4 separate regions of the Mus musculus genome follow, and regions 1, 2 and 3 are each linked to region 4. The links are chromatin contacts, called in public Hi-C and HiChIP or PLAC-seq maps. All regions are on one chromosome and are shown on one strand. The core of a region is the stretch at or near the end of the contact, and the rest is flanking DNA. Distances in the headings are between cores, read along the strand shown.

Region 1 (5,199 bases), core at 813-3,312, 280 kb after region 4:
TTCAGAAAGCAACAGTGTTTCTGTTGTTTTCATTGCAGGTCTGGATGGGCACAGAGCACGGCTTGGGCTTTCCTGGGCCAAAAGCAGGAAGCAGGCATGGAAGCGCCTATGGAGGACTCATGTTTCAAGGCTCGCTCCAGGGTGCTAGAAGACCCCTCCATGATGATGAAACATGGGTGATGGGGGCCACTGAGACTTCCTAAGCGGAGCAGAGATGCCACAGTCCTGAAGCTGGCACATGGTACATGGAAGTTGGAGGGGCACAGATGTGGCAGGGACACTGGAGGTGGAGGGCATGCCCATGCCCCAGTGTTCTGCTCACATCTCTCCCGAGGACAAAGCACTGGTTTACTCCATAGTCTTTGGCTGCATGAATAGTACAGTAGCTCCTGTAAGCTCACAGGCACATGGCTACATCTCCAGTTCATCGTTATCCACCATCTTGTAAAGATGCTGAGAAGTTGCTTTGCCGTCAGTGTGGATCTTCTCCTCTCTTCATGTTCAATTACTTCCCACACCTATAGAAAGTCACCCCACAACCTAAGCAAAGGGCTGCAGGGGCTGACAAGATGGCTCAGTGGTTAAGGGTGGTTAAGAATGTTTGCAGCTCTCCCAGAGGACTGGACTTCAGATGCCAGCACACAGGACGTGGATGAACTGCTCAGTACTGCCTGTAACTACAGCTCTGACTCTCCCTTCTAGCCTCTACAGGCACACACACACACACACTCTCTCTCTCTCTCTCTCTCTCTCTCTCTCTCTCACACACACACACACACACACACACAATCTTTTAAAAGGTGTTTGTGTGTCCAGAGGGATCTCTTGGTTCCTGGCTTCCTTTCTCTTCAGTAGGTCCCTGGGTGTTTCTCAGACTTCCAATGTGAGCAGCTACTTTGACATCAGGTTAGATGCAGCAGAGACTGGTAAAGTGCTAGAAGGGTCTCTGTGATGTTTTAAAATGTCTGTTAGTGAGTTGAAAAGGATTTCTCAAGAAACAGAGATACAGAGCTGTTTCAGCAAGTGAAAGACCCGTCATCACGTGGGTAGTAAACAGTAAACAGAAGCTTACTGGAGAGAAACGGCCCAGATGAAAATGAGACAAGTCACAGAAGGAAGCAGAGATAGTGGATTAGGGTGCTAGAAACTGTGGCTTGACCAGAGAAGGTAAAGAATGACAACCTTGGGTGCTGGAGAGATGGCTCAGGACCTGAGAGCAATCTCTCTTGCTGCAGAGGGCCGGAGTTCTATTTCCAGCACCCACATGGTGGCTCACAATCTCCTGAAACTCCATGGACTCTTCCGGTCTCCAGTGGCATCTACTCACAAGTACATACATACATGTAAAGTAAAAAACATATGAGAGAGAGAGAGAGAGAGAGAGAGAGAGAGAGAGAGAGAGAGAGAGGAAAGAGAGAGAGGAGAGAGAGAAGAGAGAGAGAAGAGAGAGAGAAGAGAGAGAGAAGAGAGAGAAGAGAGAGAGAAGAGAGAGAGAAGAGAGAGAAGAGAGAAGAGAGAAAGAAGAGAGAAGAGAGAAGAGAGAAGAGAGAAGAGAGAAGAGAGAAAGAAGAGACAACCAGACAGGGAGCACCAGGAATTCAGAACACAATCAAAGACACAGGGAAGGAGGAGAAGGAGACGCGAAGGAGAATAATAATCTGGAGTGGAGTTTTATGTTTGTGCACACCTGTAATTTCAGTATTTGGGAGTTTAGGGAAAGTCTGGGCTACAGGAGACCCTGCCTCTAAACTGCAAATAAATAAATCTTTAAAATGTAAGCAAAATGAGCGGTGTTGGTTAGCTCTTAGGTCTCTTCTGGCTTCCGGAGTAGCAGCAGGAGCCGGGCCTGAAACTGGAGCACAGGACACCCCAGCTGCCTGGGAGGAGGGTGAGACGGCTTCGGAGGAACCCGGATCGGGCCCGCTGCGCGCCCGGGGAGGGCGGCGAACTGGGGAACAGACTGGGCGTCTCCCGGTCTCCTGCCCCGGGCCGGGCTCCCGGGGATCCGCGCCCATCTCTGCCCGGCTCCTCCTCCGGGGCGTCCCCGGCTGCTGGCCAATGGGCGGCGGGCGGTGCGGAGCGGGAAGCAGAACGTGGGGGCCCTGCCCTCCCAGGCGCGGGGTCCCGCAGCGCCAGGTCCGCGCCCTGGAGTCGGCGCCAGGTTCCCGCGAGGTCCTCAGGAGCCCTCAAGGTGGCCAGTGTGCAGCTCCCGGGCGACAGAGCACCCTGAAGATGCAGGATGGCAGCACGGCCGCCCGCCAGCCTCTCTTACCGTACCACCGGCTCCACCTGCCTGCACCCGCTCAGCCAGCTCCTGGGCATCCCGCTGGATCAGGTAACAGCGTCCCACCCGCTACCCAGACCCTCTGTCTGGGAACAGGATTGCGACCTGGATTCGCTCAGAGCCTAGTTTATGGCTATGAACCCTACACGTGCGAGAGCTTTTTCTTCCCTTTTTTTTCTTTTTTCTCTGAGTTGGCTGCTTTTTCTGCGTGAAAACTATACGTCCACCTAAGCTAGCAAGTTGGACTGAACTTTTAAGTTTTGCTCTGTGATCGAATTATTTAGTGGTGTGATCCATGAACCCAGCATTTCCCCCACCAGTGTAGATAAAAGTCTTTGTGATTTTTAAATTTAGGCGATCCTACTTTAAGAGTAAGTCTGATCCAGCTGGGTGTGGTGGATCACGCCTTTAATCCAGGTCTTCAGAGCCCGGGGCAGGGAAATTGCAGCGAGTTCCCGTCTTCTCTGTCTAGGATGCTGAGGAGAAGCCTCAACTCTCAAACAAAACCAAACAAAAAGTAAAAAGCCTGACTAACCAGATGCGTAGGTCTATAGTATAGTATATGGTGATGACTTTTTTATTCCGTTTGTTGAGACAGCATCTGGCCCTGACTGTCTTGGCACTCACTCTGAAGTTCAGGCTGGCATCGAAGTCTCTTATTTTGTCTAGGCTGGGCTAGAACTGGTGATCCTTTCGCCACAGTGTTGAGATGCTTCTCAGAGGGCCTTACTCAGTTCTCATCCATCCCTGCTGTGCGAAACTGATGAGTAGGGCGGGCCCTGGGAGGAAAAGGGCTGTGGGGACTTCTTTGGAACTGTTCAGGAGTTGCCTGCTACATTAGAGGTAAAACTGGCAACAGTAACCTGGTAGGAATTTTGCCAAAGACAGCTGGAGTGCAATTCAGTGGTAGAGTTTGTAGTATGCTGGAGGGTCTGTCCTGTCTTCTGGCCTCCGTACTGAGGTCAAGAAAAGTCTTCCTGAGGTGTATGTAGTCTTGCCTTATTTCCTTCGGTGCCTCAGGCTATGTCCCCTGTGTAGGATGTAATGGTTTGAATGGATTCAGGCAGGACAGGTTGGAGTAAGACCCACTGCTCTCCTTACTAATCTGTTTCCTTTGAGTTTCCCCAGTTTAGTTTCCCTTCCTTTGCTGGGTCTCGAGGTGCATGCTTGTATTTCCAGTGCCAGGGAAACAGGCAGGAAGATTGCTCCGAGTTAGAGACCTGCCTAGGCCACGGGGAGAGAGTACCAAGTCAGCCTGGGTTACCCAGTAAAACTCCCGACTCGAAAATGCAAAACAAAACAAAATGTTCCTGTCTTCTTAGAGCAGTTTCTGTCCTTCCTATCTTTCTTTCTTTTCATACTAGAGCTACCTGTACCTGCGCCTCTTCTGTTTGCATTCCTTTGACAATGAGGAAGTTGGCCCTGGCTGTTTGCATTACTCACAGGGTTCGCCCTCATCCTAACTCTTAGGTTCTGACTACTACTGCCTTCTCATCAGTTGCAAAACCTTGAGAATCAGGAACTTGGTAGAAGTATCAGATATTGAGTCAAGGTCAGAAGTCCAAGGGACCCTGGCAGGGGCAGGCACAAGAGCGAATTCTTTCATCCAGAAGCCGGATGAATTTGTTGCTGAATTTCCATAGGAGGAGTTCATTTTGCATTGACGTCTCTAATTACTACTAGAACCTATAGTAATTGCATTTTCTTTTGCATAATAATCTATTTTACAATAATATAGAATAGAGTGGGCTTTCCTCCCCTCCCCCCAGCCACCCCCCCCCCATCCCTGACCCAGACAGAAATACATGGATTGGTGAAGGGCAGTTGTGCGGGGAGGAGCTGTTGTCATTAAGCCTCTGGCTGCATCCACGTCCGTCCCCAAACTACAGGGTTTTTGTAAAAGTTACTCTGGTTTTTAGAAGAGACTTAGTACTTTACAGTGTGTATGTGTGTGTGTTGCCTGTTCATGTGTGGGTGTGTGTACATGAGTGTACGTGTCCACCAAGGTCAGAAGAGGGTCTTGGGTCCCCTGAAGCTGGAGTTCCAAGCATTTCTTTTAACCTCAGTGCCATCTATTCAGCCCCCAAAGGAATCCTGGTTTTAATTTATGAAAAAAGGAAAAAAGAGCACTCCAGACATGATAGATTTTACTTCATTCCATAAATGAACTCGGATTATCATGAGATGGATGAAAAATCATGAGGAACACTTGGTTTCTCTGAGATCCTGGGTCAGCCTGACCAACTGGGTCAGTTTGAGCAACTTGGTAAAAATGTTAATCATACGATACCCCAAATCACTTGCTTTCAGCCTGGGGAAAAATCCCAAGCCATCAATAGTGCGATTTGGGGGCAAACTGTGGCAGGAGGTTTGTCTTTGAAGCCCTTTCCCAGTGTCTTAAGATTTCATGTTCCTAACTGGAAAGGGGCTATCCCAAAAGCTGTTGCCTGTATGTGGGATAAGCTCTCTGGCTGGATTGCCTTGTCTGGCCTCAGTGGGAAAGGAGGTGCCCAGCTTCACAGAGACTTTAAGTGTCAGGGGGTGGGGAATATCCAGGAGGAAGCCCACTCAGAGGAGAAGGGGAGGGGGAGAGAGGAAGGATTGTGTGTGTGTGTGTGTGGGGGGTGATGACTGGGAGGGGGGACAGCGAGTGAGATGTAAAGAGAATATGTAAAACAAAGATTAAATATAAAAAGATTTCATGTTCTTGTTTGTAACTTCTAGGAAACTGCATTTCTGTGATTGCCCTCAGTGTCTGGGATTCTCCGCATGAGGAACTTTCTTACTGGGGTTGGAGAGATGGCTGAGCAGTTTTGCCCGTGCTTTCTGCTCTCCCAGAGAAACCGACTTTGGTTTCCTTCACCTGTGTCAGGCAGCTCACAAACCCCAGCTCCAGAGGATCTCATGCCCTCTTC
Region 2 (5,644 bases), core at 2,278-4,777, 480 kb after region 4:
TTGCAGGTCAGTTCCAACTCCCGTGTCCAACACGTGTGGTGTATTCAGAAACGGTCTTACCTTTGAGTTCTGGAGAACAGCTAAGGGCATTGCCAACAGCCCAAATTGTTTTGGAAAACAACATAAACGATTTCCTATGGTTAACACTAGAGTTATGGCAAGGTAGTGTATGGCTCTTGTGAAAATCATTATCACCTCATGTGGCACAACTCAGTTAAATGTACACACACACACACACACACACACACACACACACACACACACGCACACACACACACACACACACACACATATTTTAAACACTCTTGCTGTTATTTCTTTCTCTTTCTTCCCTCTCCCTATATATTACCCTTCCTATTGTCCAGTATAGGTCTCCCTCATTTTCTCCATTTTGTAACACAGATCTCCTCTTACCCCCTCTCTAGGGTTTCTCCTCCCCTCTGCTCACAATCTCCTTCTGTTTTCCTGGTTTTCTGGGGATACTTCACGTTACATCTGGGTTGCCTTACCCAGTGTAATACTTTCTAGCTCCATCCATTTAACGTACAAATTTCATGATTTTACTTTACATTTTTAGAGTTGGGTACTGTTCCACTGTGTCTGTGAACCACATTTCCATCATCTATTCATTAGTGGAAGGACATTTAGGCTGTTCCTGTTTCCCAGCTATAATGAATAGAGTGGCTATGAACGTGGATGAGCAAGAACAGTGGAGTAGATGGCGGGTCCCTCGGGATTATGACAAGGAGCATTGTAGCTGGGTCACATGGCAGATGGATTTTGAGTTTCAATAATTTTCCACACTAATTTCCATATTGGCTGCATCAGTTCTCAATCAAAAGTCCCCCCTTTCCTGCATCCTCAATAACATTTGCTAACACCTGTTTTCTTCATCTTCACTATTCTTAGGGCTGTAAGATGGAATCTTAGACTAGTTTAATTTTCATTTCTCTGATGGTTAAAGATGTTGAACATTTTATAATATATTTCTTAGCCACTGTTATTTCTTCTTTAGAGAACTCTGTTCAGATCCAGAGGCCATTTTTAAATTGTGTTTTCTTGACTTTTTTTGTTACTTATATATTTTGGAAATTAATCCTATAGTTAAATAACTTAAATATATATTATGTGTTATGTGTTAATACATTATGTTATGTCATATGTCAAATGTCATAATTATATATCATGTTATAGTATATGCTACATGTCACATGTTACATGTTAAATGTCATGTTATATACTATATATAATTCATATGCATGTTATGTATAATAATATAATTTATATGCATATCATATATAATTAAATAGTTTATATATTCTGGAAATTAATGTATAGCTGGAAAAGATTCTTTCCTACTCTGTGGGCTTCCACCTCACTCAGTTGGCTGATTCTGTTTCTCTCCCTGTGCAGAAGACCTTTAGTTTCCATGGGGTCTCATTTGTCAGTTGTTGGCTGTAGTTCTGGAGGGAACAGAGTTCAGGAAGCCCTGTCCCGAGCTTGTCTCCTGTAGGGCGCTGCTCCTGTTATCTTCCAGCAGAGTCTTTGTTCCAGGTTTCATAACAGAAGACCTGCACTTTTAAAAACTGAGTTTATATCTTTGCAAAGATTCAACCAACATGCCTGTGACTTTTCACAATGCCAGAATTTATTGGATAACAATAAATTCACAAGGAATATTGACTTTGTAAGAATCAATTTGCTAAGGAGTGTCCAATTCCTTGATAACCTGACAAGGCAAATGCAGAAACACAGACCCTTTTATTCCAATCTTACCTATGAACATTAACTTTCAGATTATGCACTATACATCACACACACACACTATACACACACTATATATACACACACATATATGTAATTTAGACATCGGCTACATAGCATTGAAGAGTATCTAATAGGACTCAGGGAATTGCAAAGATGCTTGAGAAGCAGGCAGCTAAAGGGGTCAAAAGGGGCCTCTATGGTAATGAGATAACCGCTGCTGGAGGTCTGCTGCTAAAAGTCAAGGTTTGAGCTGAGCCACTGGCAGAGGCTTTAGCAGCCAAGTGCAGGACTCAGCCCTGGAGACAGTTTCATGTCAGGTAGAGACACACAAGTGGGCATATGTGTCACTTCAAATAGAACAGCCACATCATAGCAGAGACTGAGCTAAGTTGAAGCCTCTAGGAGGGCTGGGCACTCTGTGACGCACACAGGGTGGAAAGATAGGGCTTCTTACCCCTGAAGCCTTAGGGCTTCTTCTCTTCATGGGGCTCAGGTGAGAGAGCTGCACCCTTTTCCAGTCTTGCCAGTCCAGTGTGCTGTCACTCCTGGTTTCCCAGATTTGATATTAACCTCGGCGTGTGTGGCTATAGTCTCCATTTACTTCGATTGTTTTTTAAGTAGCGGGGCATGGGGCGTGGGGTGGGGGTGGGGGCTTTCTGCCTTAAGAAATAAATTGTTAATCTATCTGTGCCATGTAGCTGGTGACAGGCAGATGATGTTTATGTGCACATCAAGGTGCGAATTCTACTTCTGCATTTTCACTTTAAGTGGAGTCAATGCTGCTTGTAAAATACAAACTCTGCAGTCGAAAGCCATTGTTTTGCACAATGTCGAGTAATTCAGAGCAGGGCACATCATGGTCTCAATACCTTTATTTTTCCACTGGATTTGAATCGCTAGCACTTCATTAGGATTTGCATCTCCATCCATAGAAGCTGTTAGTCTGAAGTTGGCTTGTACTGTGTTGCCTGAGTTTGGTATCAGAGTAATTCTGGCCTCGTGATACACTGCAGAATGTATTTCCCCTTTCCTTTCCTTTCCTTTCCTTTCCTTTCCTTTCCTTTCCTTTCCTTTCCTTTCCTTTCCTTTCCTTTCCTTTCCTCTCCTCTCCTCTCCTCTCCTCTCCTCTCCTCTCCTCTCCTCTCCTCTCCTTTCCTTTCTCTCTTTCTTTCCTTTCTCTCTTTCTTTCTTTTCTTCCTTCCTTTCTTCCTTCCTTCCTTCCTTTCTTTCTTTCTTTCTTTCTTTCTTTCTTTCTTTCTTTTTTTCTTTCTTTCTTTCTTTCTAATTTAGAATTGAGTTCATTTTGTTCTCAAATATTTTGTGCTATTTTTTTGGCAGTCTGTTTTTATTTTAAAATAAATGCAGCTTGAGCCACGTGTAAACTAGGAGGAACTGATAATCTTTTATTTTACAACTCTGAAATTAATCCATGCCATATGTAATCCACAGCACAGGCCTCAAATTTTGAGTCAGCCACAGCGAAGAAAGGGAGTTCCTTAATTCATCCTTAAAATTTTTCCAAGATTTTTTTTTTCTTCTTTCTAAGTGAAGCATTTATCTTGGAGTCAGTTCATGTGGCCTTACGCCCACCTCCCTCCATCTTCAACACTTCAGGCTGGGATGTGGGATTCAGGACCAGCTGAGCTTGGATCTGGAAGGGCACATCGGTGACTGGCAGCAGGGAAGACTCCGTCAGAAACTGGAGAGGGAGAGGGTTGGACAGAGGGTCTCGGGGCGGGGCGGGGCGGGGCGGGGCGAGGGAGGAGTGCAAAGCCTTAGGGTTGGAACCTGCGGAGTAGCAACGTCCCCCTAGGCTATAAATATGGAAGTGCCTCGCTGCTGATCGCCAGGCAGTTGGGAGGGACTGGATGATGCTGTCTGGCCGGAGAGGACTCGAGGCTTGAGTCCTGGTCCACGGGTCGCTGGGGTGGGTCGCTGGGGTGGCTGAAGCCAGTACCAGCTCTGCGGCTCTCCCAGCTCTGCTGCTCTCCCGGGTGAGTCCTAGCCCAGGCGTCCCGCCAGCGTGGTGATCAGGGGCGGGAGTGGGTAGGTTCCTTGTCACCACATCTGAATCTAGAGTACTGGGCACGGAGGACCCGGGGGACCCAGGGGAGCGAGCTCACTCCCGGCCAGCGGAATGAGCCTGGAGGGGGCTGCCCTTCACCGGATCAGGTGGGAGGAAAGTGCGCTCGTTTGCAGCGTGGTCCAAAGGAGTCATAATGTTTTGATCAAACTCTTCGAGTACAGGCTAGAAATCTACAGAAATGTGAGGCAAGCAAGTCAGTTTTCCGCCGTGCTTTTAAATAACTGTTGTATTTTAGCTGTGACCTGAATTTAACCGTAGCCTGTATGACCGCGGGGCCAAAATCTGAAGTTGTGCTACTTTGAGCTTAAGTTAAGATTGTCCCCAGCCTCACCTTTGTTTGCCAATGACCCTGCACTGCCTTCTCTCCTTCTTCTCAGTGCGGGTTCTACTAGTGGATCATCAGTATCACATAGATGGTAGTGGGGCCAAACGCCATAACCACAGGTGTTCCCAGCCAAGCTTTGATACTTCAGTCAGAAGTGGGGAGAAGCTGGTGGCTGCATCTCAGCAGGCTGTCTTGGCCTGTAGTCCTCACTGGATTTCAGTGGCTCCGATTCAGTACTGAAGCGAGCGAGCGAGAGCAGGGCTCTCCACTCTTCTACCTCATTTCACTTTCTTGAGAAACCTTTAGGCCAGTGTCTCCGCAACCTCAGACTATGGTGGTCTCCAGAAAATTTAAGCCAATCCTGCTCAAGACTTCACCTGCTCCCTGTCTTTGGTTAAGCACAGGAGAATAGGCTACGGGTGTCCATGTTTGCCCATGTCCTTAAGCATAAAGACCCACCATCAACTCCAGGGAGACGTCTTTTTTTTTTTTTTTTTTTTTTTCAGGAAAATTTGGGCACTCTGTGTGCCCTGAGGTCTCATTTGGAAGTCGACAACATTAATTTCCTCCTGTGTCGTTCCAGGAAAAGAGAGAGAGAGAGAGAGAGAGAGAGAGAGAGAGAGAGAGAGAGAGCAGCCTCACAGCCTGCTCTCTGCAGTCAGTAATCATTGTTTCCCTTTTCAAGGTACTTCATTCCTAAAGCGATTTTCTTGAGAGTTACCGCCACCGAGTCCCTGTATTTATTGCCCCTAAGCAAAAGCCTTAACCCACTTTACAAATATAAGGACTCCAAGAAGCTTGTTTTAGTGTTTTATCTCCTTGGTTTAACCACAAACAAACAAACACTACCTGTCCTGTTTGCTTATCTCGGAAGTCTTTTTGGAGCCATTAAGGCCCCACTTGGACGGTCACTTCTCCATCAATTTCCTGCTAATGCCCAGGAACCCTCCTTGTTCTTACCCTGAATTAGCTGCGCGATATTAAGAGTGCTTTTATTTATCTAACAATTCTGAGTCTCTGGTCACTGCACAGAAGGTCTCTTACAGTCTTTTAAAACCTCGATACTTTCTGGTTTTTGGTTATTGCTGACTACATAAAAGTCTAGACTGGTTACCTTATTATCCCATGATAAAAGTCTTCGAAACTGTTAACATCTCTGGTTAAATGTTTCTTAGTGAGAGGTCCACAGGTCTATCCTCAAATCACAGGTGACAATTCCTATAATGTATGATATATACTGCTTGAGGTTTAGGGAGGGGCCTCAAGTTGTAAGGTGTTAAAATTGACTGACTTTTCTGAGCCCTTCTTCTCTTCCTGGATGCCTTGTTTTTGTTGGTGGTGTTGGCTTATTTTCCCCTTTACAAGGTTTTAATTTCTAGTTTTACTCTTCCTTGGAACTCAGAGAACATCTAACTAACTAACTAACTAACTAACTAACTAACTAACTCTGCATCCACCACCTTAGA
Region 3 (5,674 bases), core at 404-2,903, 300 kb after region 4:
TTTCCTTAAAACTCCCTCCCTCTCCCTCTCTCTCTCCCTCCCTCATTCCCTCCATCCTTCCCCTCTCTCTCTTACTCTCTCCTTTTCCATCATCTACCATCTATCTACTTACCTATTATCTACCTACCTACTTGCCTACCTGCTATCTACCAATCTACCTTTCTGTCATCTATCATGTATCTATAATCTCTTATGTTTGTAATTTAATAATCTACCAGTCTTCCCTCTACCTCCCTAAGTATCTACTTATTTTTGGTTTTATTTTCAATTGTAGAGTGAGTCAGCCTCTCATTCCATACAATTGAATAAGGATTCCTATGATCTGGGAAAAGCATCTTGGGTTGTTGGGCCCAGCTCTCGAACCATGCAGAAACAAAACCAGAACCATGAGTGGTCATTTTAGCCCCTTCTCCTGTGAGGCAGGGCCTATGAGAGGATGTTTGTCTGTTTGCTGTTGCTTTGTCAAATTATCTGAGACTGGATCTTGACTTCAGAGGATTCAAGTTCCCTGGTCTTATTGCTTTGCAGGTATGGTGTAATAGTAACCTCACTGGGCATATGACAGAGGAGACCACTTATGGTGGCCAGGAAGCAGAGAGACAGGAAATGTCCTAGGACTCCATATCCACTTCAAGGGTGTACCTCCAATGATTTAACTTCCCTTCACTAGGCTCTGCCTCTTGAGACAAAACCATCTTCCCATAATGCTATAGGCTGTGGACTAGGTCTTTCACACATTTAAGATGGAAACCGTAGAAGATAAAATACTAGGGAAATAGCTAATTAATTGGCATCAGGTGTGTATGTGTGTGTGTGTGCACACGTGTGAGCGTGTGTGCTCGTGTGTAAGGATAATGGCAGAGAGAATTTCATTATGATGCATCTTGACACTGATGGAGGAGCACAGTGATAGAGACCTTGAAGGGGTGACTTTATTTTCAGCCTGTTCTATTTGGATCCAATGCAGGAGTCTAATCAAGAACAATGATCCCTGTTAACTTTCACCTAGTTGTAACTATGAGTCAAAACAGTTCTTTGGCTGTAGTAAGTACAGTCAACTAGTGGGAGATGTTGATAGGGTGAGCGTGGGCACATTTCTTGCTCTTCCGAGACTTGCATAAAGCCCATGCTGATGCCTTTTAACTATAAAACTATAACCTAGAATTCTTAGTTTTATTCTGCCAATCAACTTCATATATACTATATTGGTAGAAATTGAATTAGGACCAGTACTTTTGTGGGCCTTCTCTTTCTCGTCTCTCTTTTCTCTCCCCTTCCTCCCTCCCTCCCCTTCTTCCTTCTTTATTCCCTTTCTCATTCCATCCACCTCTGTTTCTCTTCCCCTTCTCCCTTTTGCAATTTTCCTTGTGCTGGGGATAGAACTCGGGGCCTACACTGGGCAGTGCTCTTCAACTGAGCTATGTTCCCAGCCTCCACAGGATTTTCCAGTTAAAAGACTGGAACATCAATCTACAATTGCATCAGTATGTAATTGTGCTTGGTTTTACTTTCATCTTACAGTTGGCTTTATTAAAATCTTTGCCTACATCTTAAGTCATTTCTGTGATGATGAAAGAACTTTAGCTTGTCTTAAATCTTCAGGTTCCTGGTTGGGTAATCTTTGAGAATGAACAATTCTTAACTTCTCTTTCTCTAACCCTCAACCACAGAGGCCCGCCCACACAACCCGTCATGCGTTTGGCACAGCTCACAAGTTCTCCTTAGATTTTGACCTTGGTAATGATCATAGAAAGTTGCCGCCATCTCCTCTCCATTCACTCTCCTCATTATAGGAACTTTTAAGTGCATGTTGTTCAAACAACAGGAGGCTGTAATATACTTGTAAGGAATGTAGGTATCTGCCTTGAGATAATTAAAGCCCTCTTAAGCACCATTAGGCCAGTCAGGTGATTTTGGCAAGTGTTCCAATCCTTGTAGGACAAAGTTGCTAAGACAGCCAAGAGTTTCAGTACAGCCACTGACACTCTGGCTGTCTCTTAACCGACACTGACATGTTGCTAGTGTTTGAGAGACTAGCAATGTGAGAGGTTGAGAGGTTACAACATTCTAATTGGCTTGAGCTCCCTCCTGTATAGACTTGCATCTGAGCCCCTAACTCCTGCTCTGGGGTTCAGGGACCCACCTGTCTGTAAGGCTTTAATAAATGCTACTTGTGTGATCCTGGATTTGAGTGCTGCTTTTGATTGCCACTTTCTTTGGTCTCCTAGGACCTTCTGAGAGTCCCATGTGAGTGCAGGTGCCTGTGGAGACCAAAGACATCAGATTCTTTGAGCTGGAGTTATGGGTAACTATGAGCTGCTGATAAGCACACAGAAAGCAGACTCAGGTCCTCTCTAAAGGGCGGTATGCTCTTCCCTGCTGAGCCATCTCTCAAGCTCTGGGAGGAGGCTCAGCTTCTGGCAGAGGCTGATGTACACTGGGACTCTATTTTTCTAATGCAAGGGGTTTGGAGTGGCAAGTTGAAGGAATGAAAACACACAAAACTTCAGAGCCTGGTTGGGTGACAGATTTTTGTGTTTTCTGTTGAGATCTGTTTGTGACCTCACCTTGCTCAGTGATGGCAGTTATAGCAAGAATTGGTTTATGGAGAGTTCCTTCTAGGCTTACAGCAGATATTTATTAGTGCAAGCCAGTTACACTTTTGGGGCCTCATCTCTGTAATGTGAGCATATGATTCAGACGGTATGGCCAGCTCTTGGGAAAGCTTTAGTTAGTAAATGTTTGGTTAACACATATTATCTGCTCCTCGGTTTTGAAACTCAGATAAAAAGTCTTCCTTGTTAAAACACAGAGGCAAAGAGTTATCTCTCAAGAATTGTCTTAGGGTTGTTTTGGTGCTTCTGGGGTCAGAACCCAGGGCTCTGTGCATGCTGGGTAAATGCTCTACCACTGAGCTACACCTACAACCCTAGGTGCTTTCTTCTCAGTGGTCTAAGATGGACAACTCCATCATACCATCTTAGATTTACCAAGCCTGTCCTTGGAGCTTCCTTAGTCAATGTCTGGGATGCAGGGACAGGGAGGCAGTGTGAGAGGTATTTGGGTAGTTTCTAGAAGAGAAACTCAAGGTAGGATTCATGACAGGATAAAGGGATATAAGGTCCTTTAAGGCAGGGAAAAAGGAGGTGGGGTGGGAATCAGGAGAAGGCACAAGGAGAGATATATGAATGACAGATTGCAAGGAAGAAGGTTTGATTGTAGTGAAGTTGGAGAATGGAGTTATGATCAGAATTCAAGGAAGTTTGATGTATCCAGGAAGTGACAAAGCCTTTCAAAGGCGTGGCTCTTGTAAGATAAAGCCTGTGAGTTTTTTAAAAAATCTCTGAGATGCTGAGGTGATGAGCCTGATGGGTTCTTACCACCCAAGGGGCTCTGCCTGTGCAAACTCCTTCCCTTGTCTTCTGAAACAGGCGTCGAGCTAAAGAACCACCAGGTTTACTTTTCTTTCAGCCACCTGCGTACATAAAGAGATGTAATTTCTGTTTCTTATAGAGAAAAAAGATGAACTGATTTTTGTCTTTTTTAGCAAGGGTCTCATGGGTTAGTCTCCAGCAGCCTGGAATGCTTATATGACTTGGGCTGACCTTGATCCCAAAGCTTTTGTGTCTCAGCCTGCCCGTTTCTGGGATTTCAGGGATGGGCTACCATGCCATGGCCTGGAAATGTTTACTTCCTGAAGAAGTCTGGCCTGAGGTATCCTTATTCGTTGCATTACACAGGGGTCTATTGCCCACACTGCCTTCAGCTTCTGGTTATATTGCTAACAGAGCTGTGAGTAAGACTTTCAAATTGAGACTTCCTTTATTACCATATTATGTCTTTGAAGCCACAGTGCATCTTTATGTGGTAAGAAATAACATTCCCCCCAAAAGCCCCATTGGCTATGTGACTTGTATTGTTTCCATGGCTGGCCAGCAGTGCAGTCTGAATTTTGACCCCCCCCCCATTCTTTAAAAAAAAAACTATTTATTTATTTATTTACTTATTTATTATATGTAAGTACACTGTAGTTGTCTTCAGACATCCCAGAAGAGGGCATCATATCTCATTATGGATGGTTGTGAGCCACCATGTGATTGCTGGAATTTGAACTCAGGACCTTTGGAAGAGCAGCTAGTGCTCTTAACTGCTGAACCACCTCTCCAGCCCCTAATTTTCCTTTCTTACTTATTCATTGATGTTTATGCTTCAAAGCAGGGATGACTTGAGAATATTTGGGTAATCGTGGGAACACATCATATCCTCCGAGACGTGGTCACTGGCAGGTCAGGTTTGTGCAATGACCAGGGGACTTGTTCTCCACCATTGTCCCTTGCATGTGATACAGTAGCTGGGCAGGTGGGTCACACACAGTGTTTTGCTCTGTGCAAGTCAAGTCGTGTCCCTCTGTAGGTGGTTATGGTTTGGAAGGACACTAGTTCACTGAGATGTGGCTGAGGGAACAGGGAAGCATTCAACCTTGAACAGGTGTCTGATCTTTGAGCAGGCACTGCCAGTGCAATGGAGGATTCCCCAAGAGAGAAGGCATCCCAGAGGCCATTTAGCAAGGGAATGAGTGTTGCAGGCCCACAGGAGGAGGGGGAATGTTAAAATTTCCTAAGAAGAAAGCTGGGGTTAGTGAAGAATGAAGTTTTGTGAGCATAGCTAATTGCTGAGTTCAGGAGGGGCTGCGGTGTGAGGAAGTGACCATACCTATCGTGGACTGATCACAGGTAAGTTTGATAGCTTCAAAGAAGGGAGGTGAAGATGACAGGAAGGGCAAGAGAGCTTTGCTTAATGTTTTTTAAAGAGAGAAAGGAGTTGGCTGTATTGGAAGACAGATGTGAAGAAACCATAAAACCTGAGAAGCTGTAAGAGACAAAGTGACGTTGAAATGAAGAAGGATGGGTTTGGAGTTTGGTGGACTGAACTCACTGGGAGGGGAGTGGGGTTGGTGGTGAGTTAGAGTCACTTCCGGGTACTTAACAGAAGAGCACTGATGTGTTTATTATTATTTTTTTTCATTAAGAGAGAGCCAAATAGATGGAAATAGTCAGATAGAGGGAGGGGTCCAAAGCCAGAAGGGGCGTGTGTCTCTCAGGGACTGAATGTTTCCACGCTGTGATGTCCAGTCATTGATGCTTCTCATCACCATGGTCACCCCAGGCCTACTCACACTGCTGTCAGCTTCCCATCTTTCTGATGATCTTAGAAGCTTCCTGGGGTGCACTGAGAGGCAGTAAGAGGACCAGGATTTTCCAGGTCTCAGACAAAGCCTGAGCTTTGGACAAAGGGGTTATTTGAGCTTTTACCCCTGTGGGGGTTTGGTCTACATTTTTACTCCCTTGGAAATTTCCTGTCTGCTACAGTAATCAGACAGCTTACTGTTCTCAAGGCTGAGTGGTCTCTGAGTTGTAGGTCTGTGTTTGGTTCTCTTTGTGGTCCTTAGCTTACGGTTTAGTTTGTGTACACCCTTGAGTTCTCCTCTAGATCCCGTGGGTTCGTTCACACACTTCCCTGGCTTACCTACGGCATGCCCGCTCCTTCCTCCTCTCCCTTTCCATTTCTTCCATTTCTCCTTTCTTTCCTGTTCAACAGTCTTTCATGTAGCCCAGGCTGACTATAAACTTGCTGTGTAGCTGAGGCTGGCTTTCATTCCTTTCCTCCCTGCCTT
Region 4 (5,455 bases), core at 354-2,853:
CAGCCATGAGGGAAAGGCCATTCAAACCCACAAAGATATACCGTTTCACACTCCCGAAGACAATGAGAATTACAAAGACAAGTAGCCATGTTTAACAGCAGTGAATCACATCGCACAGAAAGGAAACAAGAATCTGGCCTGGCATGGTGGTGCACACACTCAATCCCAGCACTTGCAAGTTTGGTCTATATAGTGAGTTCCAGGCTAACAAGGGATAAACATTAAGACAACATCTCAACAAATTTAAAAAATAAAAATAAATTTTAAAAAAAAGAGAGAGAGAGAGGGAGAGAGAAACAAGACAACCCAGCTAGAAGAGGTACAGAAACAAGCCTTCAGGAATGCCATATTTGGGCTGCAGAAATGGCTCAGAGTTAAGAGCACTGATTGCTCTTCCAGAGGACCAGGGTTCAATTCCCAGCAACCACATGGCAGCTCTTACCTGTCTGTAATTCCAGGATCTGATAACCTCACAAAGACATACATGCAGGCAAAATCCCAGTGCACATAAAATTATAAATACATATTTTAAAAAAAGAAAGAAAGTCATATTTAACAGCCAGGTAGAGAAGTAGGATATAACAGGGACTAAGCAACAGCCAAACAAGAAAACAGATGTGCCACAAATGGGAAAGAGAGCATGTCTCGCTTCTTAATGAAAATGAAAAACTAAGGAAGAGATACAAAAATGTCTCTCCGATGAAGTTATAGGGAAATCTAGTTTTCACAAAATGATACTGGCTAATTACTAAAAACTTAAGACATCTTTCTTCATATTCTAATGCAGAACTAATTACTCAAATATTAGAAACTAAAATAAACCAATACCTTGATTTTCTGAAATTGGTCTCAAGTCCTCTTGAAAGATGAATCTGAAAAATTAAAATTAATTAGAAAATGCGAGTACCCTATAAGTTCATAAAACCAGTGTATGACCTCTTTACAACTTCCTTAAAAAAAAAAAAAAAAAAAAAAAAAGGATGCATCTAGCCACTTTTTAAACTGCTACCCTGCACTGTAACACCTGAGCACAATGAAAATCACCAAGTAAGAAACAAGTGATCCCTTATGACACAGGAAAGTTTTCTAAGCAAGGGAGCAAAGAAAAGAGGGGAAGGGGGCGCAAAAACACAAGCGACCTCTGCCCCTATGCCCAACTTCAGTGCAAAACACTCATCTCCTGAAGCCCTGATCGCGTAGCACAAGTACATTCACGGGTAAAGCGAGAGGGGAAATGAGGCTAGAGCAGAATGGAAGTCCCTGACGTCGCCAGCCAGCAGTGTCTGCCGCCACGCCGGCCTCTCTCCAGGCAGCGCTCCAGAGTCCGACTCTCCACGCCAGCCGCCAAGTCTTTTCCAAACTGCGAGAACAAGCGGGCGATCGGCCCAAAGGAGAAAACCTGCGGAAACGAAGCTCCGCCCAAAATGCAGCTCGGCCCACGGTCGCTGAGCACTGATCCATTTGCCCCAGTATACACAGATCCAGAACTTCACCTGTCCGAACTGAGAGGAAAAAAACCACAAGCCCCTGCCAGGAAACTGCACAGACTTCAGATGGAGAGCGCCATGACACTTGTGTCCCGCCGGGCTGATTTGCGCATGCTCCGCGACGGTAGACCGGAGAGGTCAAAACAGATCGTTGTTTCAAGTTTGCGTTTGTTTTTATCTATAATTATTACCACATTCTTCTACAAACAAAGGTGAAAATACACTCCTACCTCATTATGTTAGCTTATCAACTAACTTCTGCTAAGTTATAACCTTATAACTTGTCCTGCACAGTTAAGAGATTAACATAAACATCTTGCCATTTATTATTACTACTCATTATTCACAAAAAGGGACTGGAGACTTTAAATACTTACCAGAATAATTACCTCCGGAGTAAATCATTTTCATTACATTCATTACATTTTATCAGTTCCCTCCTCTATCTATCTATCTATCTATCTATCTATCTATCTATCATCTCTATCTCTTTTGAGACAGCATCTCTCTATAAAACCTTAATTGCACAGTCACTCATTATATGGAATGAACTGGCCTCGAACTCACAGATCGACCTGCCTTTACCTCCAGATCTCTAGGATTAAAAGCATGCTCCACCATGCCCAACTAATTTCCTTCTCTTCTATAGAGAAGAATAACTAAAATAATAGTTGTTCTATCGAATAACAGAAGTCAATTAACACCAAACTCGTGCCCACATCTACCTCCTACTGCTGGGATTACGGTTGTGGCCCACTGCAGTAGGCTTATATTTCTGCTTCTGCAGAGACAATTCAGCCGAGGTAGTCAGGTTTCATTTAATAATTCCATAAGAATACATAAGAAGAAACCTTTATACTTTCTTTGTCAGTAATGCATAACTTTATATTTAAAAAGCAAAAAGAAAGGAATGATGTGAAAAATATGGAACAAAATCTTTATGTTTTCAAAGGGATGAAGATTTTTGTTGAAGGATGAGTGGTTTAGCAGTCTGTGTATTGGGACCCAGGGACTTCTGCATGCTAAGCAAGCACTGTACCACTAAGCTGCATCTCCTGACCCTAGGTTTGTTGTTGTTGTTTGTTTTCTTGCTTTTGTCTCCATAGTGAAAACTGAATGGGAAAATGTTAGCAATAATAAAACCAATGGACAAAGGAATAATAAATCCAGAAATTACAAAAAATTAAAAACAGATTTAGTTTATAACTTTAGCAATTATCGGTTGTACTATTGAATTTAAACCAATCAATAACTTTTCATGAGACACAATGTGTGTGAGTTTAATTCGCTCTTTAAAAAGTGCATATGAATTGTTTGTGCAGAGATTGCATGGACATAATAGCGACAGTCTTAAGACAGATAAGTCTATTTCTTAGGCGAATGGGACAAACGTAGATGTGAACTGTAGGGATTGGGCATTAAATGTGCTGTGATTTACATTGACTTTCCACAGCCTGTGACCAAAACCCAGCTCTAATTTCAAAACAAGGGGTGCACATAAGAATCGATGTTGGATACAGGGACTGTGAAGATTGATCCTGTATAAGAAATTACTTGACAGAATAAGGCTCCCCTGGCTGAAAACTATATGACAGTAATTTTTTGTTGTTGCTGTTGTTGTTGTTTGGTTTTTTGGTTTTTTTCAAGACAGGGTTTCTCTGTATAGCCCTGACTGTCCTGGAACTCACTTTGTAGACCAGGCTGGCCTCGAACTCAGAAATCCACCTGCCTCTTCCTCCCAAGTGCTGGGATTAAAGGTGTGTACCACCACCGCCCAGCACAACAGTAATTTTTAAGGAAGATTTTTTCCCCCCAAGAGTGGATGAACCCAACAAGAAAGAGTGATAGTGTGAACAAAGAGAAAACAGGAGGAATGCTGTAGCAACATCAAAAGAAAGGCTGCCTCTAGTGAATGAGTGCCTCAAAATATAGGGTAAGAGGGAGGAGCTGAAGCTCTTAAATGCTGCTAGACAGGGACATGAAATCACCTCCAGTCTGTGGAGGAATGCTGAAGGGCATCTTATAAAGTAGCCACTAGAGGTCAGAGTATTGAACTTCTGGCACCAGCTATTCGCTTGCTCTAGCAGGTCACATAAATGGCGTTGCTCTAAGTGTGTAAGTAAATTTCTCTTTTCAGACTCCTGAAACCTGGAACCCTTGCTAGAGCAATGAGAACACCACATTCCCTTGCCGTAGAGCAGGTAACTTACCTAGGCCCAGAATCCTCGGCTTTTGTCATAAGCAAGAATCTGATGCTAGCTCCACAAAAAAAGACAGTCAGACAGAAAGACAGACAGACAGAAAGACAGACAGGGAGGGAGGGAGGGAGGGAGGGAGGGAGGGAAGGAGGGAAGGAGGGAAGGAGGGAAGGAGGGAAGGAGGGAAGGAGGGAAGGAGGGAAGGAGGGAAGGAGGGAAGGAGGGAAGGAGGGAAGGAGGGAAGGAGGGAAGGAGGGAAGGAGGGAAGGAGGGAAGGAGGGAGGGAGGGAGGGAAGGAGTAGCTAAGAAGTTCTGATCCTCCTGCCTTCACTTCTCAAGGCCTGAACCTCAACATATTAAAATTCTTATTGTTAGATATTCTCCCAATGATTTAAAATAATAACTCACATTTATTGTATAATACTCTCATGGTTTATAAGTATCAGCAGGAGACATGATGTTTTCTCTGTCCTTAGAAGGACATGACAATACAGAATAAATTTGGTTTTGTGAGGAACACAGCTTAGTGTTAGGACTCTCACATGCCTAAGGCCGCAGGTTGAACACCCACTGCTGTAAACACTGATAGTAATGACAGATCTGTTATTCACATGAATTGAGTTATGTAATCTTTACTACATGTACTCGGTATACTAAGGACTATTCTAAATGCTCGGGGGAATGAAACGCAGCAATGTCTCTACCTCCTTATTCAGTCCAGCCAAGGCTACATAGTAAGATCTAAATAAAGAATGAATGAAAAACAGAGAGAGAGAGAGGGAGAGAGAGAGAGAGAGAGAGAGAGAGAGAGAGAGAGAGAGAGAGAGAGAGAGAGAGAAAGAGAATATTATTGTTTTCTTTCTGTCTTTCTTCTCTTTCATTTGATAGAGTGCTGTGTAGCCCTGGGTGGCCTATAATTTGCTATGTAGACCAGGCTGGCATCATACTCACAGAGATATAACTCTCACTGCCTCTGCCTTGCTAGTGCTAAATCCTTAGTCCCAGCAATCCAGAGGCAAAGGTAGGTGGATCTTGTGAGTTCAAGGCAAGCTTGGTCTATACTGTGAGTTCAAAGCCGTTCAGGAAGAAGAGTGAAATTTCCATGAGCAGAAATGAGGGGGAGGGGAGACTGCAGGTAGAGCAAATATGGGAGGAAAAAGGAAAGATGAAGAATCATCTTCCCCATACCCCCAACACAATTGGTGAGTTATTTTATACTAAGTGCTCAGAGGTATACATTTAAGAAATCTCATAAAGCTAATCACCTTCCTACCAAATATTAAAGACATTCAAATTGAGGATAATAGAAAATCCTTGGTCTCCTTAAATTGTATGACTTGAGATACATCTAGATGTATTTTAACCTATGACCTCCACACAGGTATGACAAGCAGCCATGAATGAACACACGTGCATACACACACACACACACACACACACACACACACACACACACATACTTATATAATTTTTAATTATTGTTTGAGAATTTCATTCGTACATGAATATTTTGTGTTTTGAAAAAATCCAATCCCCCACTCCCTCCACACACCCTCCCCCATTCCCTCTCCCATTCCCTCCCCATTCCCTCCCCCACTCCCTCCCACACACCCTCCCCCACTCCCTCCACACTCTCCCCCACTCCCTCCCACACACCCTCCCCCACTCCCTCCACACACCCTCCCCCACTCCCTACCACACACCCTCCCCCACTCCCTCCCACACACCCTCCCCCACTCCCTACCACACACCCTCCCCCACTCCCTACCA

What was found. A called contact is a pair of places that touch in the nucleus more often than the background predicts. HiChIP or PLAC-seq counts read pairs in DNA pulled down with a chosen protein or histone mark.
Region 1: an H3K4me3 HiChIP or PLAC-seq map of bone marrow-derived macrophages shows a contact between it and region 4, with 3 times the contacts expected there. The contact joins the promoter of Mboat1 here to the promoter of Cdkal1 in region 4. A contact is called at or near these places in 7 of 39 promoter capture datasets (embryonic stem cells, hematopoietic stem and progenitor cells, hippocampal neurons and 3 more), 3 of 484 Hi-C or Micro-C datasets (nephron progenitors and uterus), 4 of 115 datasets of contacts at active chromatin or transcription factors (bone marrow-derived macrophages, effector CD8 T cells and embryonic stem cells) and 2 of 9 other capture datasets (adipose tissue and liver).
Region 2: a Hi-C map of cardiomyocytes shows a contact between it and region 4, with 5 times the contacts expected there. The contact joins the promoter of Agtr1a here to the promoter of Cdkal1 in region 4. A contact is called at or near these places in 2 of 39 promoter capture datasets (both in liver) and 2 of 484 Hi-C or Micro-C datasets (cardiomyocytes and embryonic stem cells).
Region 3: a contact with region 4 is called in an H3K4me3 HiChIP or PLAC-seq map of bone marrow-derived macrophages, with 2.5 times the contacts expected there. The contact joins the enhancer-like site here to the promoter of Cdkal1 in region 4. A contact is called at or near these places in 7 of 39 promoter capture datasets (embryonic stem cells, hematopoietic stem and progenitor cells, hippocampal neurons and 3 more), 3 of 484 Hi-C or Micro-C datasets (CD4 T cells, macrophages and nephron progenitors), 4 of 115 datasets of contacts at active chromatin or transcription factors (the SCID.adh cell line, bone marrow-derived macrophages, embryonic limb bud and 1 more) and 2 of 9 other capture datasets (adipose tissue and liver).

Annotation. Positions count from the first base shown.
Region 1 is chr13:30,134,428-30,139,626 of GRCm38.p6, forward strand. It overlaps Mboat1 (membrane bound O-acyltransferase domain containing 1), which reads left to right and starts at 2,063. Exons shown (of 13, transcript NM_153546.4): 1 at 2,063-2,335. The coding sequence starts at 2,240.
Region 2 is chr13:30,332,829-30,338,472 of GRCm38.p6, forward strand. Agtr1a (angiotensin II receptor, type 1a) reads left to right here and starts at 3,528. Exons shown (of 3, transcript NM_177322.3): 1 at 3,528-3,761.
Region 3 is chr13:30,152,803-30,158,476 of GRCm38.p6, forward strand. The region is part of intron 1 of Mboat1 (membrane bound O-acyltransferase domain containing 1); the gene reads left to right. Among named protein-coding and RNA genes, the nearest start is that of Gm23206, 7.3 kb to the left of the region's middle. Within about 2 kb of position 1,654, at least 51 of the 459 cell types and tissues checked have an H3K27ac peak or open chromatin away from gene starts, as enhancers often do. A contact at or near this core is called in the SCID.adh cell line, bone marrow-derived macrophages, hematopoietic stem and progenitor cells and 1 more, where this site is marked.
Region 4 is chr13:29,854,070-29,859,524 of GRCm38.p6, forward strand. It overlaps Cdkal1 (CDK5 regulatory subunit associated protein 1-like 1), which reads right to left and starts at 1,604. Exons shown (of 16, transcript NM_144536.3): 1 at 1,494-1,604; 2 at 829-872.